Regions from separate parts of the Sus scrofa genome. Here regions 1 and 2 are each linked to region 3. The links are chromatin contacts, called in public Hi-C and HiChIP or PLAC-seq maps. All regions are on one chromosome and are shown on one strand. The core of a region is the stretch at or near the end of the contact, and the rest is flanking DNA. Distances in the headings are between cores, read along the strand shown. Region 1 holds the start of PSMG2 (proteasome assembly chaperone 2). Region 2 has its middle 24 kb from the start of CEP76. Region 3 holds the start of CEP192 (centrosomal protein of 192 kDa).

Region 1 (4,599 bases), core at 158-2,657, 160 kb after region 3:
TTCAGGGAGATCCTTTGAAATGATGTCAATCTTTCTACCTATCACATGCTAATTTTAGCATCCATTGACATTTCCTCTGTACATTAACATAATTAAAATTGTCAAAAGCTGACTTTCAACTACCATTCTTTTAAAAAATTGAGACATACTTGACATACAACATTTTATCAGTGTCAAGTATACAAACTGTGATTCCACATTTGTACATATTGCCATATGAGCACTATGGTCTAGTTTAGATCTGTCGCCACAGAAATTTTTTTTTCTTGTGATGAGAACTATTAAGATCTATTCTCAGCAACTTTTAAATATACAGCACAGTATTAACTACAGTCACCATGCTGCCAGTTACATTCCAGGCCTTTTTGGTTTGTTTGTTTGCTTTTTAGGACCGAACCTGCGGCATATGGAAATTTCTGGGCTAGAGGTCAAATTGGAGCTACAGCTGCTGGCCTATACTACTGCCACAGCAACGGGGACACCAGCAGGGTCTGCAACATACACCAAGCTCACAGCAACGGCGGGATCCTTAATCCACTGAGCAAGGCCAGGGATCGGAACCCGAATCCTCATGAATACTAGTCAGGTTCACAATGGGTACTCCCTCCAGGACTTTTTTTGACTGGAGGTGTATACCTTTTGATTCCCTTCACCTCTTTTGTCCACCCTGCTAGCCAGCACCAATCTGTTCTCTGTTAGTTTTTCAGATTCCACATAGGAAACTTTTCTCAGCAGGTGTTTGTGCCCCTCCCTCTCCCAACAGATCTTAGGGCTTTTCTGCACCTTTTTCAAGGTTCTAACTTTATTTACCTACATGTGTTTACAATTAGACTGCAAACTCTTGAGGATAAGAACCTGGTCTTACTTTCACATTTTGACAGAAAAGAACGCTCACTGAAACAATGAATGAACAGCGATAAAACCATGTGCTAGCTACTGGCAAACGTGACATCTAGCCACGCCGGAGGCTCCTGAATACTGACAATGACTTGCGAGTTTGAGCATGACCCTAGAATTCGCTGAGAAAGGTTTCCCAGGATGAAGTGTACAGCGAAAAACCGGCGACCAGAGCGGACAGCAGGTCGCAAACCCGCAGGGTCGGCTCTCTGCCTGCAAGGGCTCCGGAACACGGCCCCGCGCGAGCCTGGAGGTCGCCGCCCGGTCTCGCCCCCCGCCCGCCAGGGCTGGACTCACCATCAGGAGCGTGCATCCCGCGAGGTCGGGGACCGAGTCCCCGCAGGGAACGAACATGGTCTCGCCGCAGGCGGAAGAGTGGGTTGCGCGGAGCCCTCCCAGGCCGCCGGCGCGAGGTCCTTCGACGCTTCCGGGGCGGGGTCCTTCCAGGCCACCGGCGCGGGGTCCTGAGGTGCCCGTCCTGCTGCCTGCCGGGCGGAACGCGCGGGGCGGGGCGGCGCAGGGGGTGGGGTGGGGCGTGCACGGCGGCGGCGGCGGCGCGGAAGCTGGCGGGAGGCGCGGAGGCCGCGGGCAGGGTTGCCAGGGGCAAGGGGGGCGCCGGCCCAGCTGACTGGCAGGCGGCGAGGGGGCAACCTGGCCGCCGTTTAGAAACAGCAGTTGGCTCCTCCCGGTCTTTGCCCGCCTGACGCGGAGACCCTGGGAGCCCGCGAGGCGAGCGGTCGCGGGCTGTTGCACCGCCGCGGAGACGCTGGGGCCGCCGGGCACCCGAGAGCGAGCCCAGCATGTCGCTGCCTCCGGAGAAGGCGTCTGAACTGAAGCAGCTCATCCACCAGCAGCTGAGCAAGGTGAGGCGGCGGGCCCCGGGTGAGGTGCGGGAGGCGGCGGGGCTGCGGGGCTCCTAGGGCGGAGACGGCTTCGGCTCTTGGGGCCGCGCCGGGGCCGCCAGCTCTCCGCACGCTGTGCAGATTTTCCCCAGGTTCTGAAGGTAGATGAGTTAGTTCACGGTCACCCCTAAATAGCTGAAAGCCTTCTCTAGGTCTCCGCTCTACTCTCAGACTTGTGTCTGTTGAAATGGTAACAAAGGCAGCAGATAACCAATAGAGATGATATGTATGATTTGTACTAAAAAATTCCCCTTTAAAGTTTTTTTTTTTTCTTTTAAAAACCTTACCTTTATTCTTACTGAATTTTGGTATCCGTTTACACTTACTATTACTCTAGAAGCTTTCTTGAATTTAGTCTATTCACTACCCGTTATTATTGTCGTTGTTCTGAGTCAGCATTTTAGAAAGAGATTAGCTAGTTGGTAATCTTCGACTGCTTTGTAGTGTTTTGAGTCATAATGCGAGTTTTCTGCATAGATGGATGTCCATGGCAGGATAAGAGAAATCCTTGCTGAAACTATACGTGAAGAATTGGCACCTGATCAACAACAGTTATCAACGGAAGATTTGATCAAAGCCCTTAGACGCCGGGGAATCGTTGATGATGTGATGAAAGAACTTAATTTTGTTCCTGTGAGTAATCTTTTAGAGGAAGAAATTTAAGGAGATAAGTATGTATGTATATATTTTTTGTTTAAGTATATTATCATGCCTATGGCTGATATAAGGGTTCACATTTGCAGCCTCTCCTTTTATATTATTACTATTTTTGGACTGTGGCATACAGAAGTTCCAGGTCCAGGGAACAACCCTAAGCCACAGCAGGGACAATGCTGGATCCTTAACGTTCTGAGCCACCAGGGAACTCCAGAGGCCTCTTCTTTTAGTAAAACTGCTTTTGATATAAGACCATTTTGTCTAGTAGTAAATATCTTTGTTTCAAGTATGTGCTAACTACCCTTGAATGTAGCAAGTAGGATTGATATCAGTGAAATTGGAGTTATGGGCCATCTTGCTCCCTGTACAGTGACAGTTTTCTCTTGTTTTTCTCTAGGTCTGTGACTTTTAAGTATGTATATGTGTATGTGTGTATATACATACATATGTCAAGTTAGTTCACCCTAACCTGATTTTTTAAACTAATATAGTTCTATAATTTTCTAGATGAGACTCATTTTTAAAACTCATTCTTTTGGTACTCTCTTCTGTAAGATTAATGCATTATCAGTTTTTTAAGAGAATTATTATCTGCATCAGAACCTTCAAATCTTTCCATACAAATAGGTCAGTAGTGGGGTGACAGCCTCTCGGTGCACAAATTAGTAAGTAGGTCTTCTTTTGAAAATGAGGCAATAATGAGAGACTGTGACCTCAATACCTGAGTAATAGAATGAAGAAATTGGATGGACTTCATACACCAGGGGATAAGTATTTTAATGCAGCATCCTTTTTTGGTTTTTGAGATTTATAAATTCATTTGTTATAAAAATTGACCTAGTAACAGCTTCTGCTGTGTGAATATCACTTCCTGATTAAAGCCAGTTCCAATCCTGGTGGAATCACAAGCCAGATGTTACATGAGGTTTGGAGAATGTTTAACCTTTTATAAAGTGTTAAAAATTTGTTTTAGCATTCTGTGGGACATGGCTTGAAGACCACTAATCTCTTATGTTAGACTTTAGAAGTGACCAGTTGCACTATTTTTGCCGGCTTTTCGTTTTTCTAAGTATGCTAGGAAAGTAAGGACTTTTTTGAGGGGGCTTTATCCTGGCTACTGTTTGTTCAGTTTTTAGTTTTGTTATTGGATTTCCTTGCTTAGCTATACTTTTTGTTTTCTAATTTGTTTTGATTTTTTTCTGCCGTGCTAGGATAATGTTGATCAAGAACTTCCTTCCTCTCCAAAACAACCTGTTTGCTTTACTGACAGACAGTCAACGCTGTTAAAAAAAAGTATGTGTATTTCTCTCTCTTTTTTTTGTGTGTTTCTCTTTAACACTAATTTAGTCATAGATAGTACTGCTTATTGATGGCTGTAGTGATATAAAACATCTCCATTTTTTTTTTCTAGAATGAAATACTTATGTGATTAATCATCCAAAAAACTTAGATTCTATTTTGCATAAAGTATATCAGAGGATTTAATGTATAACTGAGTGGAAGCAAAAGCAGGACCACCTGTTTTCATGTGTTAATATAATTTATAAATTGAGCAGCCTTGCTTTTTTAATGATAATGTCATTATCTAACAAGTACACACGTTAACTTGATAATTGTCTGAATTGGTTCATGGACCTGAGGCAATCTTGAATAGGCAAAAGTATTTCCAACCTGGGCTCTGACTCCTTTCTGCAGGGAGAAAGTAGCCAGTGTAAACTAAAAAGATATCATCTTATTCTTCCTAGGGTGCAAATGGTCCTGTGTATAGTAAATTTGTTATTCTTTTTTTTTTTTTTTTGGTCTTTGGTTTTATTTCTGTCAGTTTATTATTTCCTATTGTCTTGATCACATTCCTTAAGTTAATTGGCAGTTTCCTTATATATATTGCTACACTTTACAGCTAATATTGATCCAACACGGAGGTATCTTTACCTTCAGGTTTTGGGTGGAAAAGCTTTCTTGGAACACCTGCAAGAACCCGAGCCTTTACCAGGACAACCTTGTTCAACTTTTACTTTATGTTTACATTTTCGAAACCAACGTTTTCGTTCTAAACCTGTTCCATGTGCCTGTGAACCAGATTTTCATGATGGCTTTTTACTTGAAGTACACAGAGAAAACTTAGGTAAGAAACCATAATAAA
Region 2 (4,519 bases), core at 1,857-4,356, 140 kb after region 3:
TTCAATCCGAGGCCTTTGCAGTGGGTTAAGGGAGCCAGTGTTGCTGCAGCTTCGGCATAGATCACAGCTGTGGCTCAGATTCTCTCCCTGGCCTGGGAACTTGCATATGCCACAGATTCGGCCATAAAAGAATAAAAAAAAAAAAAAAAAAAGAAAAGCAAGCAAGCAGGCCAGGGTTTGGCAGAGAAGGACGGAATCGCTTTCCTCCTTGCTTGGTCCTCTGAGAGCAGGGGACCAGGTCTGGAACACCCAGCGACACCCCGTGTGTGCAGGTGTCCCTCCTTAATGGTTTATACTCATTTATTCAACAACTGGAGCTGTTCTCAGGGCCCATCACATACCTGGAAAGCAGGTAACTCCTGAGGGATGCCCGCGCCCTGGGAGTGATACTGTACATGTTTCAGGGCCTGAACATGGGTAGCAGTTGGAAAGCGCCAGGGACCCCAGAGGACTATGAGCTCCGTCTCCAAAGCCTTTGGGGCCCTCAGAGGTGAGCACACCATCCAAGAGTGAGAACGTGGGCGAGCCTGGCTTGCAGGCTGGAGGCCGTTGGAAGAGGTGAGGTCCAGGCCTGCGCTTGCATCACTGATACTGGCTGAGGTGGGAGTGGGGCTGGAGGGACAGGGGCTTGGGCCACACACAGGGAGACATTAGAGGCATATTAAGCATTAAAGCAAGACAGTGACGTGAAAAACTGACCTGGCCCTGGTGACTGTGCTTTACCCTTGTGCTCCCTGCATTTCCGCATGTACGCAGAGTTGGTTTTTATTGTTTTGCTTTTTTTTTTTGGTCTTTTTCTGGGGCTGCACCTGCGGCATATGGAGGTTCCCAGGCTAGGGGTCTAATCGGAGCTGTGGCCGCCGGCCTATGCCACAGCCACAGCAATGCCAGATCCAAGCCGTGTCTTCGACCTACACCATGGCTCACGGCAACGCCCGATCCTTAACCCACTGAGCAAGGCCAGGGATCGAACCTGCAACCTCACGGTTCCTAGTCGGACTCATTAACCACTGAGCCACCACAGGAATTCCTTATTGTGCTTTCTGATTGCAGCTTGTCCAGAATGTTAGCGTCCCGAGAGGCCAGGGTCCACAGTGCCGGCACAGTGCCTGGCGCGAAGTAGGTGTCACTCAATATTTACTGAGTAATTAGTAATTACTATTTTCAAATTGTCTCAAGGTCAGCAAGATCAAATACTGAAATTGAAATATTGAAAAGGGTGAATTTCTCTCTCTTGAAATTCATCTGTCTTAAAAAGGGCTGTGACTGAGGAATGGGTGGTCTGGTTGAGAAATGCTGGCCACAGCACTGTTGGGGAACAATTTTACAGTGAGGCAAGTGGGGACCCACATGGGTGGGAATGGAGGGGAGTTTGGAGAGGCCATGGTGCTGGCCTCTGCCCGGGAACCACGCATTCTTTCCCCCCAAAAAAGCTCGGTGAGGCCACGCCACATGCTGGACCTGGTTGCGAACATGGGTCTTTTAGCACAGAATCAATAACCTTCAAATGTGCCTAAATGCTATAATCATGAGTGCACATGTGTGATCACACATGCATAGCTTACTTAGGTGTCTGCTCATGTGGGGGGCTGCTGCCCAGGACCCCTGCAGGCAGGTCCTGTCTCCTGCACTGCCAGTGGATGCCACTTGCACAGCCACATTGCCTTGTGGGTCCCTTGGTGACCTCAGCTGCCTCCTCTCACCACCATGTCCTCCCTGGTACCGAACCCAGCTCTCCCAGCGACCTCTGCCCTCCCCAGATGCCACAGTGCACTTAAATACCTTAAGTTACCTCTACCCAGGATCAGATAGTGTGCGAATGGCCTGTGCATCTTGCATGTGTAGCAGTGCAAGTTTCATAGATAAGAGTGACCAGGGTCGAACTTTACACACTGCCAACCCCACTCGAAGGGTCTGGTTATCAGCTTCCAGTAGGAAGTGAGTTCCTGGGTCCAGTGCCTGGTGTTCCTCGCCCTCTCCCAGGGACTGCCGACTGGACCACGCCTGGCTCTGGTGCCCACTCTTTTCCAGGGCCTTGGTCTTTGAGGGTCTCCAACAGGAGGTCAGAGGAGGTGAGTCTATGAGGTATTGGTGGCAGCACCAGGTGACAGGGATGCTGGTGAGCCATGGTCAAAGTCTGGAGATTGCGACAGCAGAGCCCATGGGCTTGTGCTTGTGGAGGGCAGGAGAGAGGCCGTGCTCAGCCTTCTGGCAGAGGACCTGGGAGGAAAGATGTCAGCGGAGCAGGGAGGAGGGAAGGAAGCGGGGATGGAGGCAACTGGAGGCCTGCCTGGTCCCCAAATTCAGAGGCTGAGAGGGTAGTTGAGATGTTCAAGGGAGAGTTCAGAAGAGAAGATGAGCTGGAAATAGACATTTGGGAACCGGCGCCATGTAGATAGACGGATTTTTAAGCTATGATGCCATGGATGTTAGATATTGAATTTAAAATATCTGTCATTTCAAAATTCCCACTGTGGCTCAGCGGAAATGAACCCAACAAGTATCCGTGAGGATGCGGGTTCAATCCCTGGCCCTACTCAGTGGGTTAAAGATCCAGCATTGCTGTGGCTATAGGTCGGCAGCTGCAAGTCATGCCACAGGTGCAGCCCTAAAAAACAAACACAAACCCTATCATTTCAAATACATATTGATCAATCAATATTAATCCAAATATCATATTCACAATTCCAAGTATCTGAAATAATTTAATATCTCTTAAGTAGAAACACCAGAAGCGAGTTCAGTTGCTGTGCCTATGGCCTTGTGCATCCTCTCCGAGTCATTTTGCCAAAGGTTGTAAGTAAATTGATGGTTGTGGTACAGCCTGTTCCCTGGGCAACTTCACTGAGTCCAGAATTTCCCCCTAAATTTTTATTACTTTAACTGAAATTGGCCAGCCGTGTTCCCTTGAAATACCTATTTCCTTAGGCCAAATTTGGAAAAATTTCCCTTCTTTTGAATATGAGGAGGATGCTCTAGCCAGACCCAAGGAAGAAATACTGAAAGTGCAAAAAGGGCCCACCACTCATCCAGCCCTACTGAGATGAGGGCATCACCTGTAAGCACCTGGCTCCTCTGCCTGTTGCAGGACTTTGGGACCTGCTGCCAGGTCAGGGGTGCCCCCTGCAGCCCAGGCCTGGAATTGCTCTGAAGTAGAGAATTCAGTGGCATAGACTGCATTGCTCTCATTTCTTTCAAAACAAGTATATATTAACTGTAGAAAATTTAGACTTTACAGGCAAACCAACAGATGAAAAAAATTTTAAATCACCCATATATAGCTGCTGCTAACATTTTGGCTACCCCACGTTTTTGCTATGAGCGATACTCATTTTCCTCCCAAATGAGACTATATGATAGTGTTTTGAAACCAATTTGTTTTCACTTAACTTCTTCTTTATATGCAAATTGACAGCAGCTGTGAGGACAGACGCCCACACCAGCACAGTGATCTGCCTGCCTGCAAGTTCTGTCAGCTCTCTTGATTGAGAACCACTATGAAATTAAAATATATATGTCATTTACATAAAATATGGTTGAAAGGCTCAGAGTTTGTCATCTCGGAAAAAACAAATATCTTCAGAATTTGTCATCTAGGAAAAAACAAATATTTTCAGAGTAACTAAATATAAATAGTCTCTTCAATAATTCTAATCTATTTAGAAATTTAAATGGAATTACTGCTGAATGAAATAATTTCTTTCCCATATTGTTTTATCTGATTTTTCTTCCTCTTAAGGGAAAAAGTATATTTCTGCCAACAGTAGGGATTTTTTTCCCATAAGTATTCTCAATAGCAATATATATATATATTTTTTTTTTTTTTTCTTTTTTAGAGCCCAACTTGCGGCTTATGGAGGTTCCCAGGCCAGAGGTCGAATCAGAGCTACAGCCGCCGGCCTACACCATAGCCACAGCAACATCAGATCCGAGCTGTGTCTGCGACCTACACCACAGCTCATGGCAATGCCATGATCCTTAACCCACTGAGTGAGGCCAAGGATTGAACCCGAGTCCTCATGGATCTTAGTCGGGTTTGTTAACAACTGAGTCATGAAGGGAACTCTGCAATATCCTTTTAAAAACACATATTTCAGGGTCAAAGAAAATGAAAACAAGCAAACCAACAAGAAAGTTGAAGGCAGAAAATAAGATTTTAAAAACTTGCTTTGGTTAGAAACAAATCAGTAGCACTAAATATATGTATAAATTACTACACATTCTGCATTGTGTAAATGGCATCCAAGATAGATTTTTTTTGTGAAGAAAAAAGAAATATAACCTACATGTTAAAAGAGAAACGGTGGAACAATTCCCTCTACTGGATGTTTTAATGGAGAGCTAGACGTACTGAATTCTTGCATGATGGGAGTGCTCAGAAAAGTGAATTCTTGCATAAAGGGAGGGACAAGGCAAACTGGGACTGGTGGGGGTAGGGGGAGGAGAAGCTGACAGAGCATCTTACATTTACACTGTTAAAATTTTTTACAGTGAGAGTGTGTTCATCACTTATATAAGA
Region 3 (4,475 bases), core at 292-2,791:
TAAAACGTGGTGTGTACAACATTCAGCACCCGCCCCCCTTTTTCGGCTGTGTCTGGGGCAGATGGCAGTTCCAGCCAGGCCAGGGGTCAAATCCAATCCACAGGTGTGGCAATGCCAGATCCTTAACCCTCTGTACCACAGTGGGAACTCCAACAATAAGCCTTTGAAAATTTTTAAGTTTAACTTAAATATTTCCTTTACAGGAAAGCAATCATGATACATGCTACATGTATAAACTTCAAAACATTATGCTAAGTGAAATCAGGCAGTCACAAAAAAGATAAATATTTTAAGATTCCACTTATAGGAGTCCCCAGAGGAGTCAAATTCAGAGACAAAAAGCAGATAGGTGGGTGCCAAGGGCAGGGGGACTTTTGAGTGAATGTTTAATGGGCACAGTGCCAAATCAAAAGGTTCTGGAGATGGATGATGGTGACGGTAGCACAAAGATATGAACGTACTTAATACCACTGGACTGTATACTTAAAAGTGGTTGAGAATTTTGTTATATGTACTCACTACAACAAAACAACAAAAATTTGAACTGCACTGATGATGCCCGACATGGACGATAATAACACAATACTCTTCTACGTCGGTTGTAATACAAGCCCAACAAGGCAATCTACAGATTATTCTCAAAAGCTTTTAAAAGATGCACTCATTTCTCTACTGGAATGTGCCTAAGGCAATCACCGGAGAAATACAACAAGCTAAGTTAATGATGATTTTCACTGCAACACTGCTGGCGCACAAAGCTACTAGAAGACCGAGTACTCAGCGGGTAAGGAAACCTGTTCTGTTAACAGACATTAACGCTATACCCAAACGGAGGGCGGAGGGCCAGCCCCTCGCAAGCCAACTCGACAGCCGGAGGAGCGAGCTCTCACCGCGCGGCCTGTCTGCGGAAGGGCGGGGACGCCGCGAGGACAAACCCAAACGGCGCGGATGGCGACTCTGGGACCCAGGGCCCGGGTACGGGCCAGCCACAGCGCTCCCACCGAGAAGGGCTGACCCGCGCGCCCGGCGTCCCCCACGCGGGGGCGCGCACGCCGCCGTGATGCGTACAAGCACGCGCCCCCTGCGGCCTCGGGCGACGGTGATCCCACAATACCCGGGGGGAAGACAGAGGCTGCCCACCGGCCGACCTCCAGGCCTCGTGCCCAGGAGTACGCCTCACATCGGGAGGACCGAACTCTCCACGCGCCTCTCCGCTCCAATGGCGGGCCCCGCACGCTCCTGCCCCACTTCCGGGCTCGGCCCCGCGCGCACCTTGACGCTCTGGTCGCTGGAGCAGGTGGCCATCCGCCGCCCATGGAAGTCGAAAGACACATCGTGGATGAGATCCTTGTGGTCCGCCGCGATGCTGCGCGCCACAAACATGGCTGCGGCAGGCTCCTCCCGCCTCCGAGAGGGAGGCGCGGCTGCGCGCGGACCGCAGCCCACTGGGACCAGGGGCCAGGGCGCGCGCAGCGGTGCTTCCCGCGTGCTGCTTGCGCGCCCCGGGCTGCGCGGCGCCCCACCCCCGGCCCGTCATTCCCTGCGAGGCCCCGCCCCAGCCCGTCATACCCGAGGGGTCCCACCCCTACCCTATCACACCCTGCGAGGGCCCGCCTCGGCCCGTCATACCCCGCGAGCTCCGCCCCCAGCCATCCATACCCGGCGAGGCCACGCCCCCCAACCCCTTATATACCCCGCGAGGCCCCGCCCCAGTCCGTGAGACTCCCTTCCAGGCCCCGCCCCCCAGCCTCATAATCCTCAGACCTTCCCTGCCCCGGCCCTCCCTACCCCGCGAGGCCACACACCCGCCCCGCCTGTTACACTCCGCGGGCCCCGCCCCATGTCCGTCAAACCCCTGGGGGCCCGCCCCACCCCTCCCCCCGGCCGTCAAGCCCCGTGAGGGCACGCCCTGCCCACCATAACTCCGTGTGCCCCCGCGCTCAGCCCAACAGAGCCCCGTAAGGCCACGCCCCAGTCCTTCGTACCCCAAGAGATCCAGCCCAAGGTCGAGCAACCCTACGAGGCCCGCCCCGCCTCGGCTCCGCCTATTCCGCGAGGCCACGCCCTAGGCCGTTACGCTTCGCTGTCACGCCCCGGGCTCGTCACAATCAGCGGGACCCTCCTGAGCCTGTCCTTCCCCTCGGAGGCCTCACTCTTCCCCGCCCTTTGAGCTCACGGGGTCCCTTGGCCTCTTGGGACTCCCGCCACCATCTGAAGAAAGTTAACTGACTGTCGATGTGTAGAAATTGGGGAGGATGCAAAGGTTAAGACTGCTGTCAGCAGGCCTCTGTCCTGACTCAATATCCTCTGCCCCTGTTCGCTGACGCGGTGCTTGGAGCGGGTCAGGGGGGTGCACACCAGAGTGGGCAGCGCAGACGGGCGTGCGTCTGGCTGCGGCAGGGAGGCCGGACTGCTGTCTGGGAGATGCCCCCACCGGGAGGTGGGGAATGCTTGGTCTTGCTGGAAGTGCCTTCACGTGCCTGCCCCCCACCACTAAAAATGGTCAGTTTCTATTGGCGTTTCAAGAGGCAAAGCCCCAAATCCCTGAGTTGCAGGTATGAGTACTAAGAACTATTATAACTTATAAGTTCAAAGGCACTCATTTCCAAAGAAAGTACTGTCTATGAAAGTCCTATGGATTTACAGGAGCTTGTTAACTGAAGTTTAGCACTTGCCATCAGCCTCTATTGCAGCTGCCCACCCACAGTACCCCCTGACCTAAGCTCAGGGTGGAGACCAGGACTGAGGCTTCTGCGCTCTGGGAAAAGTGGATGAACAGATCTTCAGACTATTAGATATTTTTAGGGGAAGGTTTTATGAGCCCAATTATTGCATCTTCTCATATCTAGAAAAACACTGAAATTCATTCATGATGACTAATGTCTGTGACTAGTAGTAACCTTCACAAGACCAGCAGCAAACTTCTGTAAAATGTGTGCAAGGCTACATGCACCTCCCCCTTCACCTGTATGACATGTCTTGATATTCCTCCTTTCCTCTTTGGAAAGTTAGTGGACAAAACAAAAGATGTCATCTGTGAGAACAGCTACTGCCAAGGGTGGGCCAGTCAGCCCTGAGGGAACTCAGGAAACCATATCAACAGAGTGATTACACAAAGACCTTTATGGCTTCCCACAAAAACTGGTTTTCCATAAATCATCTTCTGTAAATCTGGTTATCCGTAAATCTTTCGTTCTTATTACCTCCTGTTTGTTGCAAAAACTCATATATCCTAGCTTCCTCCCTCACCTCAGAGCAGTTTCTCAGGGCTACCTAAGAAGTTTGTCCTGGACTTAAGTCCTAATCTCGCCCCAAATAAAACTTAACTTTCGGAGTTCCTGTCATGGCTCAGTGATTAACGAATCCAACTAGGAAGCCTCACTCAGTGGGTTAAGGATCCGTGGTTGCCGTGAGCTGTGGTGTAGGTCGAAGACGCGGCTCAGATCCCACGTTGCTGTGGCTCTGGTGTAGGCCGGTGGCTACAGCCCTAGCCTGGGAACCTCCATATGCCGCAGGTACAGCCCTAGAAAAGACAAAAAACAAAAACAAAAAAACGAAAAACTTAACTCTCAACATTCAGGTTGTGTTTCTGTGTGTCTACAAGCTCCAAACCTTAAGAAGAAATTACAGGTTTTGAGACAGTAAGTAGATCAATGGAGGTCAGAGATTATATGGGTGGAAGCTTGAATAGAAGGATTTTTTTTAAAGAGATTATTTTTTAGAGCAATTTTTTTTTCTTTTTTTTATACAGCAAATTTGTGTGTGTGTGTCCTTTTGCCTTTTCTAGGGCCTCACCCATGGCATATGGAGGTTCCCAGGCTAGGGGTCTAATCGGAGCTGTAGCCACCAGCCTACACCAGAGCCACAGCAACTTGGGATCTGAGCCGCGTCTGCGACCCACAGCACAGGTCACCGCAACGGCAACGCCGGATCGTTAACCCACTGAGCAAGGCCAGGGATTAAACCCCCGCAACCTCATGGCTCCTAGTCAGATTCGTTAACCACTGAGCCATGACGGGAACTTCTTTATAGAGCAATTTTTTAAAAGAGTGTGGAATAACGGTGGAAGGCAAATAAAGTAGGATCAGGCTGAATTTATTGTATGAACCTGAAGCAGAAGATAAATGCGCTCCAGGATAGACACATAACAACTAGCCTCTTGTTTTCACATTTACAACCAGCCACCTGTCTATGTTTCAAGATAGAAATACAATAGGCACAAGGCAAATAACTTCTGTGAACTTGTTAAACAATGGTAATGACAGGATCAAAAGAGGGGCTGAGCCCTCTTGGACAAAAGAACAAAGAGGTCAGGTACTCCCCATCCTCAGGATCAAGGACACCCCAACTACACATGCGCAGAGACCCCCCTCTGGGTCAGAGAGGGAGGGGGTGCCAGGCCATAATAAGTCTAAATAACCTACCCACCCTGCTCTGCTTTGGAATCCACCTTGGCCAAAAGATCAGATCAGGGA

Evidence for each region. A called contact is a pair of places that touch in the nucleus more often than the background predicts. HiChIP or PLAC-seq counts read pairs in DNA pulled down with a chosen protein or histone mark.
Region 1: a contact with region 3 is called in an H3K27ac HiChIP or PLAC-seq map of alveolar macrophages. The contact joins the promoter of PSMG2 here to the promoter of CEP192 in region 3. A contact is called at or near these places in 3 of 5 promoter capture datasets (fetal liver, liver and skeletal muscle), 3 of 47 Hi-C or Micro-C datasets (fibroblasts, heart right ventricle and skeletal muscle) and 2 of 2 datasets of contacts at active chromatin or transcription factors (alveolar macrophages and skeletal muscle).
Region 2: a Hi-C map of alveolar macrophages shows a contact between it and region 3, with 3 times the contacts expected there. The contact joins the enhancer-like site here to the promoter of CEP192 in region 3. A contact is called at or near these places in 2 of 5 promoter capture datasets (fetal liver and skeletal muscle), 30 of 47 Hi-C or Micro-C datasets (adipose tissue, alveolar macrophages, blood and 14 more) and 2 of 2 datasets of contacts at active chromatin or transcription factors (alveolar macrophages and skeletal muscle).

What each region holds. Positions count from the first base shown.
Region 1 is chr6:96,892,144-96,896,742 of Sscrofa11.1, forward strand. PSMG2 (proteasome assembly chaperone 2) reads right to left here and starts at 1,408. Exons shown (of 7, transcript XM_003356342.5): 1 at 1,195-1,408. The coding sequence starts at 1,251. CEP76 (centrosomal protein of 76 kDa) reads left to right here and starts at 1,386. Exons shown (of 13, transcript XM_005665274.3): 1 at 1,386-1,760; 2 at 2,277-2,432; 3 at 3,668-3,749; 4 at 4,357-4,581. The coding sequence starts at 1,698.
Region 2 is chr6:96,867,350-96,871,868 of Sscrofa11.1, forward strand. No RefSeq gene overlaps it. Among named protein-coding and RNA genes, the nearest start is that of CEP76, 24 kb to the right of the region's middle. Within about 2 kb of position 3,107, at least 4 of the 83 cell types and tissues checked have an H3K27ac peak or open chromatin away from gene starts, as enhancers often do. A contact at or near this core is called in alveolar macrophages and omental adipose tissue, where this site is marked.
Region 3 is chr6:96,732,259-96,736,733 of Sscrofa11.1, forward strand. It overlaps CEP192 (centrosomal protein of 192 kDa), which reads right to left and starts at 1,542. Exons shown (of 54, transcript XM_021096019.1): 1 at 1,273-1,542. The coding sequence starts at 1,383.